2 separate regions of the Mus musculus genome follow, and region 1 is linked to region 2. Evidence: chromatin contacts called from public HiChIP or PLAC-seq data. All regions are on one chromosome and are shown on one strand. The core of a region is the stretch at or near the end of the contact, and the rest is flanking DNA. Distances in the headings are between cores, read along the strand shown.

Region 1 (5,383 bases), core at 2,154-4,653, 80 kb after region 2:
ACATATCAAGATCCCAAGACAAAACAGCAGGTCTTCTGTAGTGAACCAGCCCCCAACCCCCCAAACCTCCACTTCCTCAGCCATAAAATGTGACCACATGGTCATGATACCTGGGACCATTTGGGGGCATTTAAGGACTGGCTCAGTAAAAGGCACCAGAGAGCTGTGTACTGTCCAAAACCTTGAAGGATATTTCGAAGAGCCAAAGAGCCCACTCACTATTACTAGTTGGAGCTACCCTTCTGCATGGCTCGGTGGTTCATTTGTTCTTGAGATCTTAGTGAGATCTAATTGAGTGCTGTGCTGCTGGTAGGCTAAATAGTGGGAACCCCGGGGCAGTGGTGGCGCACGCCTTTAATCCCAGAATTTGGGAGGCAGAGGCAGGAGGATTTCTGAGTTTGAGGCCAGCCTGGTCTACAAAGTGAGTTCCAGGAGAGACAGGGCTATACAGAGAAACCCTGTCTGGAAAAAACAAAACAAAAAACAAACAAACAAACAAAAAGCCCAAAAAACAAAAGTAGCGGGAACCCTTTCATGTTGGCATCACAGAACCTAATGCCTACTCGAGGCATAACTGGAAAATAAGTAGAACTGTGTGCGCAGATGCAATGATGGCCTGCTGTGAAATCTTAGAGGAGTGGTAATTCTCTAACTTAAGCAATGAAGGAATTCATTCGGGGCAGGATATAAAATTAGCCCATAGCAATCAGTAGATTTTATCACAGGTAGTAACTGTGAAATATTGCGATATGTATTTACAACAGCAAAGAACCTGACAGGAATGCCTAAAGAGATGTATTTATGCAACATTAGACTCCTTGCTCACAGGGCAACTTGTCTTCACAAACGCTGCAATTCTCAAATTAATTTAGAAAGTGTATTTATACAAAACAGACAGACAGACAGACAGACAGAAACCCTCAATATCTGCAAAGGCCTGAGGAGAGCAGTGTGGAGGACGGGGCTCACCGGGTACTGAGACGTGCTTGGTAACTAAAGCTGTGTGACGTCAGCACAGTTAGGGATGGTGACCAACGCCAACAGAGAAGGAATCCCTTCCAGAGACAGCCCCGAGTACATTAGACCCTGTACCAAATGAAGGAGGGGTCCCACACCTCCACGGCAAGGGTGGGGAGCACATCTATTAACAAAAGGTTTCCCAACCAACAGTTCTGAGACAAACTGTCAGGAATTGGAAAAATAAAAAGCCAGGCCTGTACCAAAGTCTTATCCTCCTCAGGAAGGAACTCTCACCGGGGCAGGAACACATCCACACACAAGAAGCCAGTGAATTCCTGTATGACTCAGGGATGGGGAAAGAGTCTCTAGAACCTCTAGCCATGAAGCAAAAACAAGAGGCAAAAAAAGGGAGTAGTAGAAGACTATAAGCCAAATTAAATGATAAATAACAAACTAGAAGAAAATATTTGCAATAGATAGCATAGATCATTTCCCAAACACATAAGAACTCCTTAAATGGGCAAAAGACAAATGCACAGGTCCTAACTGGATGCCCCATGCACACACAAGTGTCGTAAGCCATCAGTGAAGATGTGGGGGAATGAAGGTCATCTCTAATTGGTCCATGAGTAGGTCAGGAGTGTCTGGGCATATCTCACAAAGTCACACGAGCCCTTGCTCTCTGACCGCCATCCCACCTCCGACACTTTAGGTGCAACCCTGACTGTGTCTCCATACATGTGATCAAGGTCTGAGAACACCTAAATGATGAATCAGTGTCGAGTTCTGCACCACACAGCAGTGAGCAGACAGGAATGAGGGAGACCTCATGGATGTGCCAAATATGCCCAGCCTACACCAGAGATTAGAGAGTGGAAGGAGGGAGACAGAGAGAATGATGTAGGTCCAAGGTGGCAGCTCTCTCTAAGGAAGAGAGAGAATGAAGAAAGCAGGCATGTGCCTACCATGTGCAGAGGGGGTCATGAGAGAATAGAGACAACTGAGGCTTGGCTTGTTTTTTTATCATAGAGGTGCAGTCCAGCTAGAAGGGACGGAGGGTGGGGGAGAGCGTCGTGAGAATGCCCCCACAGGCTCGTAGATTAGAATACTTGGTCCCCAGTTTGGGAAGAGTTGGGAGTGGGTTTATTGGAGGAGATATGTCATGGGGAGAGGGCTTTGGGGTTTCAAAAGATTCTCTCCGCCAGCATGGACTCTGTAGCCCTCTGAAACCCCAATTAAGTTGCTTTGGCTTTGGTGTCTTATCACAGCAGTAGAAAGTAACTAAGACAAAGCCACACACACACACACACACACACACACACACACCCCTAACTAACAACTTTATAACATGTAAAAGGAACAACAATTGGTGGGAGGGAGTGAAGTCGGGATCACCACCAAGCCTGATCACATGGGCAGAAGGGATGGCCGCATGGGATGAAGACGAAAAAGGACTCACTGTTTGCTTGTATGCCTCAGGCTGCCGAGGACTAGAACTACAGGCAAACACTCAACTCTTTCTCTCATGCGTTTGTTCTAGCAGGGCGGTCAGTCCTTCTGATCTCTGACCATAGCATTGCCTTAACAAACAATCATGTGCATTTTATAAATTAAAAAAAAAAAAAAAAGATTTGTGCACTTCATAGGTTGGAGGTTATATCTCAATACAAAGTAGAAAGCGGGAGCAAAAGAAAATAGTTAGAACTCAGAAGTCTTTTTCTTCTCAGAGTACTCCTTAGGATTCAGTTCTAGAAGCAGGCAACATAGTTACTGAGTCAGAAGGTAGTAAAAGATGACAAAGCTGGCATCCATGGGTGTCGGGAAGGTCTGCTTATGGTGGTCAGTGTGCATTTATTAGGCTCTTACTGTCTGACCCTGCCATCTTCACAGTTTATCTACATATCTGTTGAGATTGTGTGTGTGTGTGTGTGTGTGTGTGTGTATTTATTTGTTGAGACAGGGTTTCTCTGTATAGTCCTGGCTATCCTGGAACTGGCTCTGTAGACCAGACTAGTCTTGAACTCTGAGATCCGACTGCCCCTGCCTCTTTTTTTTTTTTTTTTTTAAGTTCCCGTAAGTTGGATAAATTCATGTGTTACCTTTGAACTTTGCTGTTCAGTGTGCACTTTGGGGCCAGCGTACCCTCTGAGGGTACGCTGTGTGTCTGTGTGTCAGAGCTCTTGTTATAATGATCACCAGTTGTCCTTCTGGGTCCTCACACTGTGACTCAGCTAACTGTTCCAATAGATCTTTCCCAGACTGTTGCTTTTCTAACTGATGAACGTGGCTGCGCCAGATCCCCACCAGTATGGGCTGCATCTCAATTAAACTTTTGCTCGCTGTTTTAGTTTTCCTATTGGCCAGTCTGCTCGGAGCACCCCTGTGCTGTCCTCTGTAATCAGAGCACTCGGTGTGGGGATTAGATCATCTGGACTGCAAAGAGATCCCGTACAGGGCTGCAGAAGTTTCAGGCTCAGCACAAGCAGGGCTTTTCTTCAGCATCCCTTTGGTACAAGGGCATCAAGAAAGGATGGCATCTATCCACGGTTGCTTTTTCTCTACTTAAAGCAGACTGCAGCAGCTTCATTTTCAGAAACGCAGCATTGACAAAGTTCATAAATGCTCCTTTGTCGACCGTGAGCTGTGCGGCTTGGCCCCCAGAGTTATCTCAGATAGCACAAATAAATCTGGCGGCCTCCAGTTGTCTCGCACAGGCATTAGCTCCTTCCTCCCCTGTCTCTGTTGCAGAGTTTCCTCTTGGCCTCAGCAGCATGGACTCACTCTGCTCGTTAGCATGGTCTGTTAAGTGCTGCCAAACCCCTAGCAGTTTGGTGTGTACGCTCCCTTAATCACTCCTCTTTGTTCTAAAAGTCCGCATTTGGTTTCTGAGCCACTCATGTTCCTGTGGCCCTGCCCCCACCCCTTTCCATTGCTGGGTGTACGTAGCGCTTGAACATCTAAGGTCCACGTGTTTAAAGAGCATTGTACATTACCCACCATTCTGAGAGCTTCTGCAGTCCGTTCACAGAATACTCAATCCCATCCCCCTCCCCCTCCTCCCATCCCCCTCCCCCCTCCTCCATTTACCCCGGGAACCCAGACTCGGGAATGGGACCCTCTAGGAAACAGGAGACACTAAATGACAATGTTAACCCTGCTGTAAGACAGAGACTCCTTCTTACAATTTCCCCCTTGTCCAGGACAAGCAAAAGACATTTTATTCTTGGCACCCAGGGGTGGGCAGGCATACTCCACCTCAAGGAGTGATTCATAGTGTCCAAGAGAAATACTGTGAGGATGTGTTTCACGTGTATTGGCACAGGTTGGGTTACTCCTGAATGCCTTGTTCTGCTCCTGCAGCTGTGAGGAAGACCCACGGTTGCACCAGCCAGACCCTGCCCAACATAGTCTTTGCACGAAAAGAAATGATAGGCTTCCTCCCCTATGCAAGTACTACACACTTCAGGGATACAGGAGGCAGCGGGTGTTGGGCGGGCGGGAGTGGGAAGGGGTGTTTTTTAAGCAGTTTCCTTCCCTTAGGGGTTCTTTTAGCCTGCAGGAGAGGGTGGGGAGCTACGCAGGGCACAGGCTTGCTTTAAGGGGCACTGCTTGCAAGAATCTTGAGGAACGCTTCAGACTGACATGTAACTTCTTGTTAATACACAATACCAGTTTGTCCTCTGCCCTGCTCAACCCCTGTTCTCCCACAAATGATGATGGATGGAAGGAAGGGAAGGAGGGAGGGAGGGAGGGAGGGAGGGAGGGAGGGAGGGAGGGAGGGAGAGAAAGAAAGAAAAGAAAGAAAGATATTCACAGAAAGATGATTCATAATAGATGCACACACATATAAGTACACATAGATTGATAGATGATACATACATATACATGTCACATACATACATATATATAGATATGCATAAATAGATATATAGATATCTACATAGATGCATGCATACATATATAAGTACATACATACATGAATGGATGGATAGATAGATTCACAGACAGATTCACAATAGATAAATGCATACACACATATATAAGTACACACATATAGATAGATAGATGATTGATAGATATATTTAGATATATTTAGTGGGAGGGAGAGGGGGGGGAGAGAGAGAGAGAGCTTGGCTTTGGCCATTAATACCTCCTGCTCTGAACTATATCCGATTGATGCCAAATCAGCAACTTCGGGAAGATGGAGAAGTGTCTTAGCATGGAAATAAAATGCAGAGAGCAAGACTTGGAGGAGACCCTGGGAGTGAAGGGCTCTGGGACGTGTGCTCGTTTTCCTTTGCCCCAGATATCAGCCAGTCAGGTAGAGATGCATGCGGTTACGCTTTGCCACTTAACCCCAAAGAGGCGTTTGCATTCTTTTCGGTGAAACTGTTCTAAAAGCAGACCCGAAGCCCAAACAGAC
Region 2 (5,473 bases), core at 2,781-5,280:
GTGCACACAGGTAACAGGCGGAGAACAAACTTGCTGGTAAGTGTCCCAAACTAATGGGATATTAGTGTAATTGTGAATAAAAGGACTTTAGGAAGTTGATTGCTTTGGAATAATTAATGTGAGACTTTTTTTTTTTTTTAAATGGGCCAATTTAGTACTTTAGAAGTGAAAATGATTGCAGGGTTTGGCCTTTTTTGAATGTTTACCTCTAAATTAAAGTTTAGAGTACAATTCCAGCGTTTGACTTCTGCAGTGGTCACGACTGAAAGGGTTGTCCTGGCAAGTTCTCCAGGAATTTTATTTGGCTGATCCAGTTCGACACCTGAGTAAGTTAACCCCTCACACGCCGGGCTACTCAGGTTGAATTACTCCAGGGGCCTGCTTTTCTCTCAGAGATATCTCCACGTCCATTTTTAGTATTCTCGAAGCTTTGTTGTTGTTGTTGTTGTTGTTGTGTTTGTATGTCTGTGTTATGTATGTGGTATGCGTGTCTACACGTGGAGGCCAGAGGTTGTCACGCTGTTTTCCTCAATCGCTCTCCACCATTTTCTCAAGACAGGGCCTCTCACTGAGCCCGGGAGTTTGTGGGATCATCTAGACTCCCTGATCCGGGAGCCGCAGGGTCCGTTCATCTCCACCTCCCCAGCGCTGCGTTTATGTGAGGCTGGGATCCAAACGTCTGAGTGGCAGGCATGGGACCTGTAAGAGTTCCAGAGGCAGGACTCACCTCTTACTGTGACAGTGACAGTTTAATGGTCATAGTATGTACTGTTTGGATGACATTTCACTGGAGTCGGCTTTCCAGGCTTCTCACATCTTGGTACCGGAGGCAGTTTGTAGGTGTGGCAGGCTGATGAGGACAGAGCTTTGCTCCTCCTTGCTGCTGGAAGGGAGAGAGCAGGATGCCCCCAGGGGTCAGGTCCTGGTGAGGACCCACCCTGCACATAGCTGCCTTCAGACAGCGGGAGTGGGTGAGAGCCCCTTCTTCAAAGCACCGACCCCATCCTCAAGCCCCACCGTGTAACCTCATCCTCCCACAGGCCCCGCCTCCTCGCACCATCACTGCAGGGATGAGCTCGGGTCAGGGAAGGTGAAGACACACAGAAAAGTGCACCATTGAACCTGGCACACACCGGCCTTTACTGTACCAGAGAGTGCTGGTGAAGGTAACCCGCAACCAACTCAGCGGAGTCTTCCGGAGAGGCGAGGTGCTCAGCCCAGCAAGGCCTAGGGCAGTGCTGTTGAAACTTCTCAGCTCACAGCTGGGCCTTCTGAATCCTCTCAGTGGTGAGGTCTGAGCCCTTCAGGTAGTCTTTGCTGAAGCTGTGTGGTTGCCCTGGGTGCCTTGCTGCGGCACCGAGGCTCTGTAGCTGCACCCAAGGCGGATCTTGTGGGTTGTGTTGTTCTGGGATAATGGATAGGCCCAGCACATCCTCCATCAGGTTGCTCCCACTTTTTCTACGCAGGGCCCCTTTCCAACGGGGGATTTCAGTGCAGCCCCAGGTATTAAAGTATATCAATGTGAATTAAGCACTTACTAAGAATAAATCATAAAGCAAGTTGTCTAAAAACAGTTCCTTCGTGTGCATATAATTTTACTGTTGATTTAATGCAAAAGAAAACGTGCCCACTAATGAGAATCATAATAGGCTTATTTGGTTTTGCAAAAAAGACAGATTTTGGCTGAGTATTTGATACTGTAGGACATATTTTTCACAGTTGATTGATACTTTGATTCTCTAGTCATCAGTGCTGAGAACACTGTTTTGCTTAAATACAAAAAGACAGAGTTTGCTCAGGGCCAGTTCAGAGATGGCTGGAAGTTCTGTCCTAATTCCAGGTCGAAATTTACAGAGCAGTGTTTTCCAATGCAGCTCAACTCAAATAGAAAGTTTCGAACCAGGCATTCTAACACAATCAAAAGATAGACTAATCCGAGGCCTGCCAAGATGGCTCAGTGCGTGGCAGACGTGGCTTCCAAGTCTGACGACTGAATGCGATCCCGGCAGCCCTCATCCCAGGCGGAGAGCACTGGCTCCTTCATGATGTCCTCTAACTTCCACGTGCCCAGATGCCGCACAAACATGTGTGACAAATAGGTGAATGTAATATGTTAAAAAAATTTCTAACTTGATACTTGCCGAGATACAAGGATGGCAGGCAAATATAAAAAGTCTTGGTTTTCATAATTAATCTACTGAGTAGAAACGTCTGTATGTACCACTGCAGTTCATAATGTGCTATGTCAAATACAATATGCTAGCGTCAAAGCCGAGATGTGGCCAGTCTCTCTCTCTCTTGCAGTTACTGGAGTTCTGTGCTGTGGTGGTGTGCGTGCACATGGCGAAGAGGGTTGTATGTTCAGAACCATGTCCACTGTGACATTGAAGGGTGAACCAAGCTGAGTCCTGACAGAAACACCTTGGGCTCACTGAGTGTTTGATTCTGAGTTAATCTTGGGTTCATCATGTATTCAGAGACCTTTTATTGTTGCCAAATTTTGTGTGGCTTCAGTGTTTCCAGACACAGCTGAAGAGCTGTGTGTTAGACCGTTAGCCCCTAGCAAATGGGTAACTTTACACTACTTCCTTCTGTGCGTTGTATACTCGGTAATCATTTGCTTGGTTTTATTTAAAGCTCAGCCACTCAATTAATACCTTGTGAGCTCCAGCAGGACACAGGTACCAGTTAGTGGGGTGAGGTGCTTGTACCTAATTATCAGAACTGTATAAACCTGATGTGGCCTCACACACCTGTAACCACAGTGCAGGTAGTTCAGGATCACAGTTACATGGTGAGTTTAAGGCTAGCCTGTCTCATATGAAGCAAAGAAAGAAGTAAAAAGAAAGAAAAAAAAAAAGAGAGAGAGAGAAACAGCCAAGGGCTGGAGAGATGGCTCAGAGGTTAAGAGCACTGACTGCTCTTCCAGAGGTCCTGAGTTCAATTCCCAGCAACCACATGGTGGCTCACAACCATCTATAATGGGATCCGATGCCACCTTCTGGTGTGTCTGAAGACTGCGACAGTGTAATCACATGGAATAAATAAATCTTTAATAAAGAGAAACAGCCAATAAGGGAATCAATCTGGAGGACGTGGTTAAAACCTCATCCTTGTAGCTCACGCTCATCTTAGAGAAAGAAGCTATAGAGGCGGCTGCCATTTACAAGTGACCTGAACCCCTCTGGTGGCTGGAAGTGTTTTATCTGGAGTCTATAGGGTACAGACAAGTTAGCCCATAGTAACAGAGCCATGACCTGACCTGGGCCAACCCGGATATGCTCACTAGACATCTGGCTATGTCCTGGCAAGTCAGCCAGGGATGTTTGGCTACTGGGGCCCAGGCCAGATCTCATGACTTCCCATGAGTTGTGAAAATGTCAGGTTCGTCGGTGCCTGTTCATGCCACTAGGAAAGGTAGCTGTGTGCTCGGCCCTTTGCAGGGAGGGCATGTGGTGTGAAGGTGGAAGGTTGGTCGGCAGTCGTTTAATCTGTTTGTCTGTAACCAAGATGATCGCATTCCTTTCTTGGAGAGTACACACAGCCAGCCATTGATGTGGAAACTGAGAAAAAGCAAGACTCGGAATATTTAGAGTTTTTCTTTAATGCTTAACATGATTTCTGACCAGCATGAGATCCGGTTGTACTTCTGGTCCTAGGTGGACACATCACTGGGTGGCGAGCCTAAGACTACTCCCCGAGAAGGCTGTGAGCCTACAGCCAGGGGAGGCTGTGAGTAGGTCTACAGGTCTGGTGCAGTCAGACACATGTGATAAGAAAAACTTCTCAAACGTTGGTTTAGGGGTTAACACGAGTCCTAATTAGGAACAGTTTAGACAGGTTTAGAATGGCGTGTTCACGAGTGTGTTCTCGGAGGTGTGACCACTCACTCACCTGTGTCCACGTAGTATGGAGACAGAGGCTGAGCAGTGGGTGGGTTTACAAATGCATTGTATTAAAACCCTGTAAATGTGTAAAGAAAAAATAACTGTAATATCGTGTTGGGTAATGAAGCAGCTATTTCCCCTGTTTGTTAGGTCGCCTCTCCTCACTTCCTCTTTCCTGAGTTTGTTTTAAGGCTTATTTACAACCTTTGTTTTTCTTTCAAATAAAACACCTGTTTTGGAGCAAGAGCTTCATGGTTCTCACCTGCCCCTTACCAGGTTCTTATACGCGGGCACACCTCGGGGACAGAGAGGTCTGTTTCTGCATGGAGGGTATTCCGTCACTTGGAGAGCCCAAAGCCACATACTTTCTGCGTTGCACAAGAAGTCATTCATCATTTTCAGTTTAGACAAAATGCTAACACTCCCCGAAGAGTATTCAAATTAGCAAGGAGAAGGGTGAGGTCAGTGGCTGGTAGAGGAGCTTCTCCTAGGCCGTGGGAAGGGCATGGGGAGCAGGAAGAGTCCAGAGAGGATGGGAGCCTAGTCCTGCCTGTGGGTTCCAGAGGTCACCGGAATGGTAATGGAGTTTTCACAGTTTGGAGCTGGAGAATGTGTGTGTATGTGTGCAGCGTTTACCCAAAACCGAAAGTGCCTGGTGGGGCAGGTGGCCATGTTAACAGCCTGGAAACCTTGGGCTACTTTTAACAGCCTGGGGTGCAAAGTGACTCTCTCAGCCTGTCTGGGCCAGCTTCCTTGTTTGTAAGGTGAGAGGGCTATGCTGTATCTGTGGCTTAAGAATGTCTAATATTGCAATTCTTTCTTTTTATTCTTTTCTCATATATCACATCCCAACCACAGTTCTCCCTCCCACCCCATGCCTCCCCGTCTCTTCCTCCCCACCTCTGCCTCTCCTCAGAAAAGATCAGGTCTCCCAGGGACATCAACCCACCAGAGTCATTACAGTAAGACCTAGCACATATCATTACGTCTAGGCTGGACAAGGCAGCCAGTAGGAGGAAAAGGGTCCTACAAGTAGGCAAAAGAGTCAGGGACAGCCCCACCCCCACTGTTAGGAGCTTATTTTGTTTGTTTTTTTGTTTTTTGTTTTGTTTTTGTTTTTTGTTTTTGTTTTTCGAGACAGGGTTTCTCTGTGTAGCCCTGGCTGTCCTGGAATTCACTTTGTCGACCAGGCTGGCCTCGAACTCAGAAATCCGCCTGCCTCTGCCTCCCGAGTGCTGGGAAGGAGCTTATTTTTTTAAGTAATAAACTCCTTCTCAAATGAGGTAAATACAGGAATCTACATACAAGTAGCCACAGGGGCTTTCCCAGCCTTAGGGCTTGCATGGAGGCTGGACAGGAAGGTACCTGAAGTCCTTCAGGCTGGGATACTCCCTTGCTGGCTGACTTCTTTTATTTTGAGCTCTCACGTTCTCTCCTTTAAGCCCTTTATGCCTCCTGGAGGTGCTGTTCAGTCGGAAGGTAAACTCGCTTTTCCCTGCGGATGTTCCATGCCACGGGAGAGTCTTATTCACAGCACACGGTGTCATGCGAAGTTCTCGACTTCTCCAGGGTTGCCCTAGGGACGG

Evidence for each region. HiChIP or PLAC-seq counts read pairs in DNA pulled down with a chosen protein or histone mark.
Region 1: a contact with region 2 is called in an H3K27ac HiChIP or PLAC-seq map of the HPC-7 cell line, with 7 times the contacts expected there. The contact joins two enhancer-like sites. A contact is called at or near these places in 4 of 484 Hi-C or Micro-C datasets (embryonic stem cells, muscle stem cells, nephron progenitors and 1 more), 5 of 115 datasets of contacts at active chromatin or transcription factors (the HPC-7 cell line, acute myeloid leukemia, embryonic basal ganglia and 1 more) and 3 of 9 other capture datasets (adipose tissue, liver and pancreatic islet).

Annotation. Positions count from the first base shown.
Region 1 is chr16:94,141,946-94,147,328 of GRCm38.p6, reverse strand. The region is part of intron 6 of Hlcs (holocarboxylase synthetase (biotin- [propriony-Coenzyme A-carboxylase (ATP-hydrolysing)] ligase)); the gene reads left to right. Among named protein-coding and RNA genes, the nearest start is that of Sim2, 59 kb to the right of the region's middle. Within about 2 kb of position 3,403, at least 12 of the 459 cell types and tissues checked have an H3K27ac peak or open chromatin away from gene starts, as enhancers often do. A contact at or near this core is called in the HPC-7 cell line, where this site is marked.
Region 2 is chr16:94,222,033-94,227,505 of GRCm38.p6, reverse strand. The region is part of intron 6 of Hlcs (holocarboxylase synthetase (biotin- [propriony-Coenzyme A-carboxylase (ATP-hydrolysing)] ligase)); the gene reads left to right. Among named protein-coding and RNA genes, the nearest start is that of Hlcs, 66 kb to the left of the region's middle. Within about 2 kb of position 4,030, at least 100 of the 459 cell types and tissues checked have an H3K27ac peak or open chromatin away from gene starts, as enhancers often do. A contact at or near this core is called in the HPC-7 cell line, where this site is marked.